2 separate regions of the Sus scrofa genome follow, and region 2 is linked to region 1. A link is a contact called in public targeted proximity ligation data. All regions are on one chromosome and are shown on one strand. The core of a region is the stretch at or near the end of the contact, and the rest is flanking DNA. Distances in the headings are between cores, read along the strand shown. Region 1 overlaps SCN8A (sodium channel protein type 8 subunit alpha). Region 2 overlaps ACVR1B (activin A receptor type 1B).

Evidence for each region.
Region 2: a contact with region 1 is called in a targeted proximity ligation map of alveolar macrophages. A contact is called at or near these places in 1 of 47 Hi-C or Micro-C datasets (embryonic fibroblasts) and 1 of 2 datasets of targeted methods (alveolar macrophages).

Annotation. Positions count from the first base shown.
Region 1 is chr5:17,011,539-17,018,573 of Sscrofa11.1, forward strand. All of the region lies in intron 1 of SCN8A (sodium channel protein type 8 subunit alpha), which reads left to right. Among named protein-coding and RNA genes, the nearest start is that of SCN8A, 38 kb to the left of the region's middle.
Region 2 is chr5:17,325,296-17,332,330 of Sscrofa11.1, forward strand. ACVR1B (activin A receptor type 1B) reads left to right here. Exons shown (of 9, transcript NM_001195322.1): 2 at 6,484-6,723. Among named protein-coding and RNA genes, the nearest start is that of ACVR1B, 14 kb to the left of the region's middle.

The sequences.
Region 1 (7,035 bases), core at 2,348-4,847:
ACCATGTGACCTCAAGCACGAGCATGAAGACTGAGCGCTTGCAGAGGCAAATTCTGATTCAATATGAGGAATATGCGTCTTTGTTAACAGAAGTGGATTGCCTCAGGTCACAGCCTCTGTCCACCATAACAGCAGAGGCTGTTGTCTCTTGCTAATTTGTAATGGGAGTGTGAGTGGCCTGGAGTTGGGCCGCCAGCATGTCTCAGCCTTGGCACTGGGGACATTTTGATTGCGGTAGTTCTTTGTTGTGGTAGGCCAGTCTGTGTGTGGTAGGATGTTTAGCAGCAACCCTGAACTACCACTAGATGCCAGTAGCACCCCCTGCCCCAAGTTGTAACACTCAAGCATGTCTCCAGGCAATGCCAAATGTTCCTTGAGGGGCAAAGCAGCCCCGTTGTAGGACCCCCGGGCTGGGGAAGTGAAGGTGCCTAGATCTCTGGGGATTTAAACTTTTTTTTTTCTTTTGCTTTGCAAGTGAATTCTGCAGTATAATTTTTTTCCAGCAAGTAAGGGTGATTCGAGGTTCTACATAATTGGACTGATTGGTATTCATTTACCTTCCAACTCAGGGAGGCTTTCAAGGATTGGAAGGTTTTCAGAATCTGTTCAGTGACGTTGGCGAGCTTGGCATATACAGGCCATTCCCGAAACAGGGCATAATCTTGGGAGAGGGCTTCGAGATGAAAATGAGATTAGACAAGATTTGAATAAAGATGCCAGAATGATTAATGTGAGGGAGAGCTGTGAATTAGTCCCTAGAGCCAGGGCCCCTGTGGTCAGGGGCCCATGGCGGTTCTCTTGCCGATGGCTGTCTTTGTCCTTTTCCTTCCCTCTGGAAGCCTGGATTTTCCGTGGTGGGGAGGAAGGAGTGCGCGAGGAAATGATAAGATTTAATCTTGGCTCCTTCATTTACTGGTTTTGACTTAAGTTTCTTAACCTTGTTTCTTGTGCTTTGTTTTTTTTCATTTTTAAAAAAATGGTGGTAGATAGATGTAACATAAAGTTTACCATTTTAACCATTTTCCCCCCTACTATTTATTTGTCTTATAACTAGGAGTTTGTACCTTTTGACTGCCTTCATCCAGTTCCCCTCCTCCCACCCCCTGCCTCTGGTAGCCACAAATCCGATATATTTTTTTATGAGTTTGTTTTGTTTTGACATTTAATTGACCTACAACATTATGTTAGTTTGTATTTCACAGAAGAGTAGTTCACTATTTCTATACATTTCATGGAGTTCCCCTCGGGGCTCAGTGGAAATGAACCTGACTAGTATCCATGAGGACACAGGTTCGATCCCTGGCCTCTTTCAGTGGGTTAAGGATCCAGCATTGCTGTGAGCTGTGGTGTAGGTCACAGACGTGGCTTGGATCTGACGTCGTTATGGCTGTGGTGTAGGCCAGCAGCTACAGCTCTGATTCGACCCCTAGCCTGGGAATCTCTATATGGCTGCATTTGACCCCTGGCCTGGGAACCTCCATATGAATGATCGTCACCTACCTCTAGTTGTATATGTCACTATACAAAGATATTCCATTGGTATTGACTATATTCCCCACCTTGTACATCGCATAAGAGTGACTCATATATTTTGCAGCTGGAAGTTTGTACCTGTCAATCTCCCTCACGGATTTCTTTCCTCCCTCCACCCCCTCCCCTCTGGCAACCCCCTGTTTGTTCTCTGTATCTATAATTCTGTTTCTGTTTTTATTGTATTTACTCATTTGTTTTGTGTTTTAGATTCCACATGTAAGTGAAATCATACAGCATTTGTCTTTCTCTGGACTTATTTCAGTTGGCACAGTACCCTCTAGGTCCATTCATGTTGTTGCAGACGGCAAGATTTCATTCTTTTTTATGATTGAGTGATATTCCATTGCATACCACATCTTTATATGTCTTTATCCATTCATCTATTGAGAGGCACTTAAGCTGCCTCTTTATTTTTAAGTGTGCTGTTCAGTGGCATTAAGTACATTCACATTGGTGTGTAACCCTCACTACCATCCCTCTCCGTTTCCTAGAACTGAGACCCCGTACCCTTTGAACAATAATGCCCCATTCTTCCTTTCCTCCAGCTCTTGGTAATTACATTCTACTTTCTGTCTATGAATTTGACTACCCTAGGTGCCTTGTATAAAAGGAAACGTGGTATTTGTCCTTTTGTGACTAGCTTATTTCACTTGGCATAAGGGTTCAAGCTTCATCCAAGTAGCTTGTGTCAGAATTTCCTTTTTAAGGCTGAACAAAATATTCCATTGTATGTATATGCTACGTTTTCTTTATCCATTCACTGTCAGTGGGCCCTTGGGTTGCTTCCACTTTTTGGCTCCTGTGAATAATGCTGCTATGGTAGTTTATTCCTTTAAAAATGGCAACAAATAATGCTTCCTTCATAGGATCACGGTGGCTGTGTGGAAAGACTTCTTGCAGAGTGCCGGGCATTGGCACATGATAAGTGGCACTTCCTTTCCTCACCTTTTTTTTTTTTTTAATGTCAGCTTCTTCACTTTTGTTCCTTTTATGTCTCCTTCCTAGTGCTTGTAATCAGTTCAAAGCAGGGGCTAGTGGATTTTTATCCTGCCAGTTGAAGTCCATTCTAGGACTGATACTTGCAATCACCATTCTCTGAACTCTTTCTGTTACTTCAAGGTTACTCAGTCTCTGGAAACTTGAGTTGATTTTAAGATTGCCTTAAGTGCTCAGGTTCTCCTCAGTGGTTCTGAGAGTCCTTCACCAAGCTCATTGTCACCTTTCCCCCCAAGACAATTTGTTCTAAAACTTTGCTAGTGGCAGCTTGCCATGCCCAGGATCCTGAGGTCCCTTCATCAAGGGTTTTGATTCATTTGTCATTCAAAAGACTGTTGATATCCTGAGGGTGAGTTTAAGATACACTTGGTGAATTTCATTGCTTTGTTGCTTTGACTCCTGCCTTTAGACACTCAGGCTCCCTCCCTGTGTGGGAAGGAATATTTTTGGCTGGCCCTTTTCTGTCTATACTGTGCCATCTGTCACAGGGGTCATCGCTCAGAGGCTAGCTTCCTCCCTGCTGGGAGCAGGTGGTCAAAACCAAGGGCTATTGACAGGGTCAGGTTGGGGCAGCTTACCAGTACACCCCCAAAGCTGTGCTCATAGTTGTTCTCTTCAGAGGAATACGAGGTCTTACTTCGGGGTCTTTTTTGCATTAAATAGAAAGAGATGCAGATGTGATCCTAAACTGTTAGTTAGTTCCTATGGTCCAGCCACTGATCCCCTGTCCTGTCTATACTCCTACCTCTGTCTACCTCAGCTGGTTCTGGGCTCTAAGATTACTACTGGAATCAACCTACAGCGTACAAAGAGGGTGACATCCATGAAAATTATGGACGATTTAATTACTCAAGCCGATTCATATCTAGGATGCGAGAGGAGACATCCTGATACTTGTTCAGACAAAATAAAATACCCTGAAATCTTTTAGTGCTCTCAGGTGGTAAAGACCTTGGTTTTAAGGTCTTAATTTAAAGAGATTGTGCTTCCAACCACTCAGGATTCTGGGCCTGACTCACAGGAGCGCCAGCCGGGTGCTGAGTCACTTAGCCAGCTTCATTCATTGATCATGTGCTCCTGCACAGCTTGGTTGCAAGGTGGGAGAGAATTACTATTTTCAAATGTTCCTTCCTGAGGTAGCATGGTCCAGAAGTGAACCAAGAGACAGGGCGCTGGAGTTCTATTCTGGGCCCAGCTATGCAAGATCCACCCTTCTCCCCACCCCTCCCCCCGTGTTAACATGGAAGGATCAGGGACATAAAACCAGCAAGACAGAGAAGAATACAAGAGTTTTTTACGAAATGGTTTCCCCAGTGGGGTTGAGGCAATACTGCCCCCCAGCCCGTGACTCCTGGTCGCCCAGGCTTTGTCCCCACCCTTGCTCAAGTCATTTCCAATAGCCCTCACTTGTAAGATAGTGAGGAATTTCTCCTTCAAGATAAAGCCCGACATGCATAGCCTTTGTTCTTTTTCAAACTGGTCTTGTCTCCTTCCCATAGGCCTAGCTGCATTGTGCTTGGGTACATTCAGCTGGTTTTTAAAAGTACAAATGATTTCTCTGTTAAGTGGGGAATTATTTTAGGACAATTTACAGAGTGAGTTAGTCCTCGGCATGTGGCCTTAGGTTACTGAGTCAGCTTGACCCAGTGTAGGGTGTGGCTGGATTCCTTGGCCTTTCCCCACTTCCCCTCTAGGTCTGCTGTTTGCATAATTCTCTTCTCTCCTGCTGGTGTACTCCTAGGTCTAACCTTGACCCGAGACAGAATTATACTTTCACCTGTTCTGATCCCCAGAGAAGTAAAACCTTTTCTACCTAGGCCTCAGGTACTGTCTATTCCTTGGCATCCTAACCTCAGTATTGTGGTATCTCTGAACTTTGCCCATAGAATTCTGGTGTTTTTTGTTTGTTTGTTTGTTTGTTTGTTTGTTTGTTTGTTTTGTCTGTACCTGCAACATGTGGAAATTCCCAGGCCAGGGATTGAACCTGAGCCACAGCAGTGACAATGCTGAATCCTTAATCCCCTACCCATCAGGCAACTCCGGAATTCTTGTATTTTTAATACAAGAATTTAAGTGTACAGGAAAGTATAGAGAATATTACAATATTTACTTCAGGCCTTTTTTTGAATGTAAGAAATTATCATGGGTTCCCGTGAAACCCAAGAGTATCCTGTGTACCCTCCCCCTGCCTCTTTTGAACCATCTCCTTGGTCCCAGGCCCACTGCCGAGAGCTTGGCCTCCCCTCCCCGGAGGAGGTCTGCCTCCCACCACCCATGTTTGTTATTTGTTTCCTCAAGTGCTTTCACAGCTTCCCTCCCGACCCCTCACCGTGACCTTGGGCAAATTGCTTGTGTTACCTCTGCGAACTTTATATTTCTCTTCTGTGAAATGAGAATAATAGCAGCACCCACCTTCTCCAGGTTATTTTGAGACTCAAACGTGGTGATGTATGTGGTAGTAAAGCTCCGTGCGTCGGTCATCTGTGTAGAAAACCCACAGCTACGTTTTCAAGGCTGCAGGAGAGGGCGCCTGGGGAGGGGAGGCTGCCAAGGGGCATGGACGTCAGAATCCCCAGGGGCTTTTTCAGACTTAACATATCTGCCTTATACGTGTATGCGTGTACACAAATAACAGAAAGCCTTCGAAGGTAAAGGACAAGGGGAAATCAGCTCTCTGTTCCCAACTACAGTTTTTAAGGTTCTTGGCTCTTTTCTGACCTTTCTCCCACACTGTTTTGCACTGGAATGTCTATTAAAAAAATCAACTTCTCTGTTGGCTCAAAAATCACATTTTCAGTAAGAATCTTGGCGTTCCTGTTGTGGCCCAGCAATAATGAACCTGACCAGTATCCGTGAGGATGCAGGTTTGATCCCTGGCCTCTCTCAGTGGGTTAAGGATCCTGCGTTGCCGTGAGCTGTGGTGTAGGTCACGGACGCAGCTCGGATCCCTCATTGTGTGGCTGTGGTGTAGGCTAGTAGCTACAGCTCCAATTTGACCCCTAGCCTGGGAAATTCCATATGCCTCCGGTACAGCCCTAAAAAGACAAAAAGGAAAAAATGGAATCTTCACTAACTATTTCTTTGCTAAGGAGGTTTGCTTTTACCGTGGTGCTTTGCAAAATTCCTGCCACCAGTTTTTTATTACCCAGAATACTTCTTTGCGCTTTCTCTCTCTTGCTGAGTGTAGTCTGAAGGGAGTTCTCCCGGTATGTAAGAGTTAAGGGTGTCTCAACAATTCCTTTATAGTACATTCAACTGAAGATAGGTGTAATTACTGTTCAGTCATTTCTGTACCACTGCGTGTAGGTTCTCTGTATAGATCTGGTTGCTGGTCATTGTCTCTTAGTCTTCCCCATTTACTTAATTGTTTGATTTTATTTAATTTTGGTACCCTATTTAAAAAAAAAAAAGTCAGACAGCGAAAGACAAGTACAAAAAAAAGAAAAAAATTTTTTTGGTACCCTGGCCCAAATTAGAGGAGGGATACTTGGGTGAAGATATTCCTATATGATTGTATTGAAAACCTCTTCAGTTCTGTTATTTAAACTGTCTTTAAGATTCAAGTGTAGAGATTAAAAATGCTTATACTCTAGAACCCAGTAATTGAACTGCTAGACATGTATACCCAAGAGAAACTTTCCTGTGTGAGCACCTGGACAAGAGTGCTTAAGGCAGCATTGTCGATAATTGCACAAAATTGTTGGAAACAAAGATTCATCAAAGAAGAATGGGTGGATTGTGGTATAGTCCAACAACGACCCACTACTGTGAAGCTGCAAAAATGCATGAATTAGAGGAAAATATGTGAAAAGGAATAAATGTCAACCATAATGTGAGGGGAAAATGCAAGTTTTAGGATATGATCGATACTTTGCATTTATGTAAAGTTTCAGAACATGCAAAACAGTCCTTTATATTGGATATAGTTTGCCTGGTAATAGTATAAGAACAATATGTAAAATAATAACTTTAGAACACGCAAAATAGTCCTTTATGTTATAGTGGGTAGGTATGCTGATTATGTGGCAATGTTATAAAATGATATTAAATGTGCAAGAATTTGGAGTTCCCGTTGTGTCTCAGCAGTTAACGAATGCGACCAGCATCCGTGAGAACACCGAGCGATCCCTGGCCTCACTCAGTGGGTTAAGGATCCGGCATTGCCGTGAGCGGTGGAGTAGGTCCCAGACGAGGCTCAGATCCCGTGTTGCTGTGGCTGTGGTGTAGGCCGGCAACTCTAGCTCTGATTAGACCCCTAGCCTGGGAATTTCCATGTGCCACGGGTGCGGCCCTAAAAAAAGAGAAAAAAGGCAAAAAAAAAAAAAGTGCAAGAACTCGAGAGATACCTAATTTAAAATAATGGTTGCCTTTGAGGAGGGAAAAGAGGAAGTGTATGGAAAGAAATACACAGAGGGCTTCAGTTGTATCTGTAAAGTTCTATTACTGTCTGTATGCTTTTTAATACCTGAAATATTTTCATAAAATAAGTCATCCATGGTAAAAAGG
Region 2 (7,035 bases), core at 1,901-4,400, 310 kb after region 1:
TGATGTTGTCGTTTGAGGCGCCAAAGGTTTTGATTCTGAGGAAGGCCAATCCACCTGTCTTTCTTTTGTTGCTTGTGTTTTGGGTGTAATGATATCTGGGAGGCCATTACCAAATCCAGTGTCATGAAGATTTAACCATATTTTCATTTTAGAAGTTTTAGAAGTTTTGCTGTTCCCGTTGTGGCTTGGTGGCTTAAGAACTGATGTAGTCTCTGTGAGGATGCCGGTTCCATTCCTCGCCTTGCTCAGTGGGTTAAGGATCCAGTGTTGCCACAGGCTACAGAGTAGGTCACAGATATGGCTCAGATCCGGCATTGCTGTGGTGTAGGCTGGCGGCTGCAGCTCCAATTTGATCCCTAGCCTAGGAACTTTCATGTGCCATAGTTGCAGCCCTAAAAATTAATAGGCAGACAGATAGATAAATAAAAATAAAAAATTTTGAAGTTTTAGCATATAAATTTTAGCTCTTATATTTGGACCTTTGACTTATTTTAATTTTTACCAGTGGCGTGATGTAAAGGTCTGACTTCATTCTTTTGCATGTGGATTTGCCAGAGACTAGTCTTTCTGCCCCCAAAATGTTTTAGACACTCTTGTTGTTGATGATGTATGATTTATTTCTAAAGTCTTAATTCTATTCCATTGATTTATAGTCTGTACTTAAGTCAGTACCACACTGTTTTGATAACTGTAACTTTGTAGTAAGTTTTGAAACCAGGAAATGTGATCCCTCCAGCTTTGTTCTTTTTCTCCACCCCCGCCCCCCAGATCATCTTGGCTCTTGAGGATCACGGAGTTGTGTAGTTGTGGTCTTTGTTCTCTCCTAAGGAAGCTGTAGGGAGTTTGGATAAGGTCCAAGAAAGAATGATTTAAATAATCGTGGGTTGTAGTAGGTTCTTTTTTTTTTTTTTTTTTTTTTTTTTTTTTGTCTTTTTGCCATTTCTTGGGCTGCTCCCGCGGCATATGGAGGTTCCCAGGCTAGGGGTCTAATTGGAGCTGTAGCTGCCAGCCTTGTTGTAGGCGCTTCTTATCAGTTTGGTCCGTCTGATGGATGCTGTCGTCTGGAAAGATGAGTGCTCAGAGGCAGTGTATGATCAAGTTGTAGCATCATGAAGAGTATGGGTGGCACAGGTGGATTTGGGCACTGAATCTTAGATTCTATAGGACTAGAAGGTTGCCCAGTGAAGCTTGGAAGAGGCAGGATTAGTGTCCCTTAAACGGGAGCTTTGAAGCTAAAATGAAACTTACCATCCCAAAGGAGCAATGAAGCTAAAATCACAGGTGCTGTAGCTTTAAAAACCCTGGTGGACCTTCATCTCCCAGGACAGATAAGTGGGTGTTTGCAGCGTGCCTCTTATCTTTCGAGGTCGGTGCCCCCGCCCTGCCCTCTCCCACACCCCGTCCCTGGTGATGTGGGCTGAGTGGCTGTGAGTCTAGCCCCGTATGGTGCTTCTTGGGAATTTCCAGTGAGCAGCAGCCTGGCTGAGTGTCCTCCCAGAGTGTGCCATGGGTAGGAGAGGGAGCCCCCGGCCCTGGGCCTGGCCTGTGCTGGGGCCGTCTTTGCTCAGACCCAGCGGCCGGTGCCTCCGTGACGTGCAGCTGCACAGTCTGCCCGGGTTGGGGCTTTGCCGGCTTTCCTCCCCACACAGCCTCGCTCACAAATCAGATTGCCTTTGACATCCTGCCACAGACCACCTTCCAATCATAGTTTGAAACCGTGTTCAGATCCTGCCAAGAGGTCTTTAGTTCCGGCTTGACTACCTTGTTGATAACGAAGTGCTGTGCCAGGGGGAATTTCATTCTGACTGCTTTTAACCTGCTTTTGTGTAGATGGGTTTTGTTACTCCTCCATGATTGCTTTATCTAATTGTGTCGTTTCTACTACGTAGCTCTTTGGTCATGGAACACGGAGAGTTTTTTAGGTGTGTATTATTTACGTACACGCATGTGCATGTGTAGGCTGATTTAACCTGATGAGTCACTAGGAAACAGATGATGAAGAGCTGTTATCATTAATCGAGATTTAGCTTTCCAAAGAAATCAAAATTAGGTTTGGGGTTTAGTGTACTAGTAAAGTTTGAGTAAATTCAGATGTTTTTCTAATTTTATTATCACTTGCTTTGTTTCAGTGAAAAATGAATATTAACAGAAGACAATTTAAATACTAGTCTGTCTTTCATAGAGAAGAGACATGTGGTTGCCACCAAGGGGAGAGGGGGTGGAGGAGCGAGGGATGGGGAGGTTGGGGTTAGCAGATGTTACATGCAGGGTGGATAAAGCCACGAGCTCCTACTGTATAGTACAGGGAACTATAGTCAGTACCCTGTGCTAAACCATAATGGAAACGAATATAAAAAATCTTTTCAAAGACTGGTCTGTCTGTAAAGTTCACGGGAAGGTGTATGAAATTAAAGCAGAACTTCCCAGGGTTGGATCAGTGGTCCAAATTGTGTGAATTTAAAAACAAACTAGCCTCAGATTCCAGCTGGAGGATTTTGGAGCCCCTCCTTTCTGGGTAACTGTGAGGAAAATGTGGTTCAGGAAGGTTAAGTGACTTGCCCCAAACCACGCAACTAGTTACTGGCAGAGCTGAGACCCAAACGGCAGGTCCTTGCTGCGGTCATGCTGCAACTTGGCGCTTCCTAGTTAGTGGTTAAAGAGACACATTGTTCACGGATGTGTTTACTTGAGTTTTGCGCGGGGAGGAGGGAGTAAAATTCACTGAGCATCTATTTGCTAAGCACTTTGAAAATACACTATTTCGTGTGATTCCCACGTAGTCCTGTGAAGTGAATAACAGTCCCGCCTTCCCGACTAGGAGACTGGGGTGCCGGGCGCTTACTAACTTGCTCAAGGTCATGTGACTAATGCGAGAGCTGGTATTTGAGCCTTGGGTCTGCGTGACCTGTGCCTGCCCGGATCCCCTGCCGTGGCGCTGGTGATGGTAACTGAAACCCCTGGCGGGTGTGGGCCGCGGTGACAGGGATCTCAGAGTCGCCTCGTTTTCAGACCCCTCGCTCACTCCGTCAGCGCGTAGATGTGCGCAGATGTGTGCAGGCAGCAGCTTTCTGGGAGGACCCACAGCCCTCAGCAGCTGTGGGCTAATCTTCATGCCGTCTCTGTCACAGAAATGGTATTTTCTGGTTGGGCGGCCCCGGCCTGGAGAGATTCAGGGACTTGCCCAGCCCCTTATCACAAAGCCACATGGCCCTGCTCCCAGTTCCGTTCTTCGTCCCGTCTAGCATAGATTTCACCACTTTTGTTCTTTCCTGTCTTACACCAAGATTGTTTAAGTACTTCCCAAAAATAATGAGCCACGTGTGGGTGTGCTCGTTCTCCGGAATGAATCACTGTGAAAGAGGCCGTGAACCGGGGAAAGGAGAGTAAGCGTCTGGAAGCAGAGGCTCTGCTTCGCCTGCTGCTGACGGACCGACCCAGGAGGGAGCGTCTTTTCCAGAGGCGGCCGCGGGTCTGGCCCGCGAGTCCCACTGTGCTCAGAATAGCCCTCCGGGAGGCTGGGGAGGCGGCCGCTTTCCCTCCTCGCTTCCCAAAATAGCCCCAGGCTGTTCTTGTCCCTGGACGGCAGGGTGCGTGCATTGCGGGGACCCCTTTCGTGCCTGAATGTCCCCACCGACTCCGGGAGAGGAATGGGCTTCTCGGATGCGCAGGCAGGACGGCAGCGTGCGGTGCGCCCGGAGGTCTGGGTGGAGGGTTCTGAGGGCCGCCGAGGTAAATTAGAGTCAGCAAAGGAATCCGGGAGGGGGCAAACAAGGGGACTGGGGGGGAACCAGGAGGGTCCGTGGTCTCTCTTGCATCTAAAAGGGTCGGAATTGAAGTTTAGGATTAAATTTACTTTTAAAATTCCTTTTATGATTGGCGTCCTCATCTAAAGGATGCCTGCTTTAAACTTCCTGCCTTGAAAATATAACACGACCCAAGCCCTTCAGCAGGTAGCGGCGTGTTTTGGAATTTCTCCCAGAAGAAAGGGCTCTGATCAAACGCCACGAAAAACAATCCCACAGGCCAGGCCGTGAAGATCCACACTGCCCGCTTACCTGTCCGTGCCCGCCCTCCCTTGCTTCCCCGCTGGGGCTGGCAAGGACCGTGTCATTTATAGAAAGCCTGGGGAAGGAGCGCTTGGACCCTGAGATACTGGGAATCAGTTTGGGGATTTGAAAAGCCAAGAGATGCCCTCCAGTGTTTTGGAGGAAGAGACAAAGATAGACCGTTTACAGCCGAAAGGGGTGAGTTACAACAAGCTAGTTTTTCACAGGACTGGTCATAAATGCCTCTTCTCCGGGGGCCATAGTTTGAATATGTTCCCTCTTGTTATCTAGAAAGTATTCACTTCGTGTCCAGTGGGGGACTCGGGTGGGCCCTGCCACCCGCACCCCTGATGGGCGAGTCCCAACCTCAGTGTCCCAGGGGCTCGAGCCTCCCCCTGCCCATCCCAAGGGGTCAGGGCTAGGTTAGGCTTCTGGGAGACAGTGCTGGGGAGAACTGACTGCTGCTGTCTGTGCTATTCTTGTTAGACGGATAAATAAAGGATCGCAGATTCCAGGGCTGCCCAACTGGTTTTCAGAGGCACCAAATTCATTTACAGTAATTTCCTGTCAACAGGGCACACTTAGGGATAAACACACCCAGTCATACTCGTTAGTCCCAGAGCTGATTGAGTGCACTACCGATTTGAAAAAATATGTATATTACACTTTTGAAAGTGATATCTGGAAGTTCCTGTCGTGGTTCAGTGGTTAACGAATCTGACCAGCAATCATGAGGATGCAGGTTCGATCCCTGGCCTCGCTCAGTGGGGTAAGGATCTGGCGCTGTTGTGAGCTGTGGTGTGGGTCGAAGAGGTGGCTTGGATCTGGCGTTGCTGTGTCTCTGGCTACAGCTCCAATTCGACCCCTAGCCTGGGAACCTCCATATGCGGCGGTAGCGGCCCCCGGGGGGAAGAAAAAATGATGTCCAGGGGCCGTTCAGAGCTGAGTGACATTTATTGAGCACTTTTTCTGCATTAACTCATTTAATCCTCACCATGACTTTAGGAGGCGGGCACTGGTATTTTCTTCTTTGGCCGGCGCTCCTTGTGCCCCTCTTGAGAAGGGCACCTGCTGGGGACTAAAGGGAGGGGAGGATGTTGCACTAGTCGGGAGAAGCTTCCAAAGGAAGTGACGTTGAAGCCAGATTTTAAAGAACTTGTAAGAATTAGCCAGGAAAAAAAGCATTGCAGCAAAACCATGTGTAAGAGCACTCACACTGCATTCAGGAAGCTGTGGGCGTTCCCGGTGCAGAGAAAGGAGATGGGGTTGATGATGGCTCTAGGGAACCCTGGGTGGTGGATAGAGTGTGGGGGGTGGGGTCCTCCAGTCTCCAAAGGGAAGGTGCCTTCCTCTGACCCTCAGACGTCTACATCTAAAGGAAAGCCTCTTTCCTAGCCACAAAACGTTATTTTTTCCCCATTTTAGGGGCCGCACCCACAGCACATGGAGGTTCCCAGCCTGGGGGTCCCCTTGGAACTGTAGCCACTGGCCTACACCACAACCACAGCAATGCAGGATCCAAGCCGAGTTGCAACCTACAGCACAGCTCACAGCAATGCTGGGTCCTTAATCCACTGAGCGAGGCCGGGGATCGAACCTGTGTCCTGATGGACACTAGTCAGATTCGTTTCCACTGAGCCACACTGGGAACTCCCATAAAACACTTTTTAAAAAATTAAGTCTAAGTCTTGGAGTTCCCATTGTGGCTCAGCGGTAATGAACCTGACTGGTATCCATGAGAACGCGGGTTTGATCCCTGGGCTCGCCCAGTGGATTAAGGTTCTGGTGCTGTCGTGAGCTGTGGCTATGGCGTAGGCTGATGACTACAGCTCCAATTCGACCCCTGGCTTGGGAACTTCCATATGCCAGGGGTGCGGCCCTAAAAAGACCAAAAAAAAAAAAAAAAAAAAAAAAATTAAGCCTAAGTCCAAAGCAGAGATAAAAAGGCAGTTTCTCTGTTTCTCGTAGACATAAACTAGAACCCTAAGAGGAAAATGATGGCGCCCAGAAAGCCTTGGTTGAGAGCTGAATAAACAGGTGGAAAGGGTAGGCCCCCGTTGATGATATCATCATTCTGGCACCATCTCTCTTAAAAGTGCTGCATTTTGCTTTTTTGTTTTGTTTTTGTTTTGCTTTTTTAGGGCTGCACCCGCAGCGTATGAAGGTTCCCAGGCTGGGGTCAAATCCGAGCTACAGCTGCCAGCCTACACCACAGCCACGGCAACCCCGGACCCTTAACCCACTGAGCGAGCGCAGGGATTGAGCCCACATCCTCATGGATATTAGTTGGATTCGTTTCCCGTGCACCAGGACGGGAACTCCCAAGCGCCACACTTTGGAGCCTCCGGCCGGCTAGGAGGTTGTCGTCTAAGTCGGGGAGAGCACCTGGGATGAGAGCTCGCGGTGATGTCAGTGTCCCCTCCCCACTCTCCCGCAGCTCTGCTCTGTGCCTGCACCAGCTGCCTCCAGGCCAACTACACGTGTGAGACGGATGGGGCCTGCATGGTTTCCATTTTCAACCTGGACGGGATGGAGCACCATGTGCGCACCTGCATCCCCAAGGTGGAGCTGGTCCCCGCTGGGAAGCCCTTCTACTGCCTGAGCTCCGAGGACCTGCGCAACACGCACTGCTGCTACACCGACTTCTGCAACAAGATCGACCTGAGGGTGCCCAGCGGTGAGTGGACACCCTTGTTGGACTATTGGCGCGCCATGGAGGTAGGGCTCCCCCTCGTTTCGTCCTTCTCTATTCCACCCCCTTCCCTCTGTTTGATGATAGGTAAAGGTGCCCTTGGGATGCGCCCCGAGGTGACACGGGCTGGGATTCCTCCCAGTCCAGTCTGTAGATGCGAGGATGAGGGAGGCGGATTGTCGAGTGAGGCGCGGGAGTGCAAGCTGCGTCTTGGGCAGTGGCCGAGCCGCCCCGGGCAGCAGGCGAGGCGTGGGAAAGCCAGGCAGGGGTCCCCGCGGGAGGGTCTGGGGCCGATCC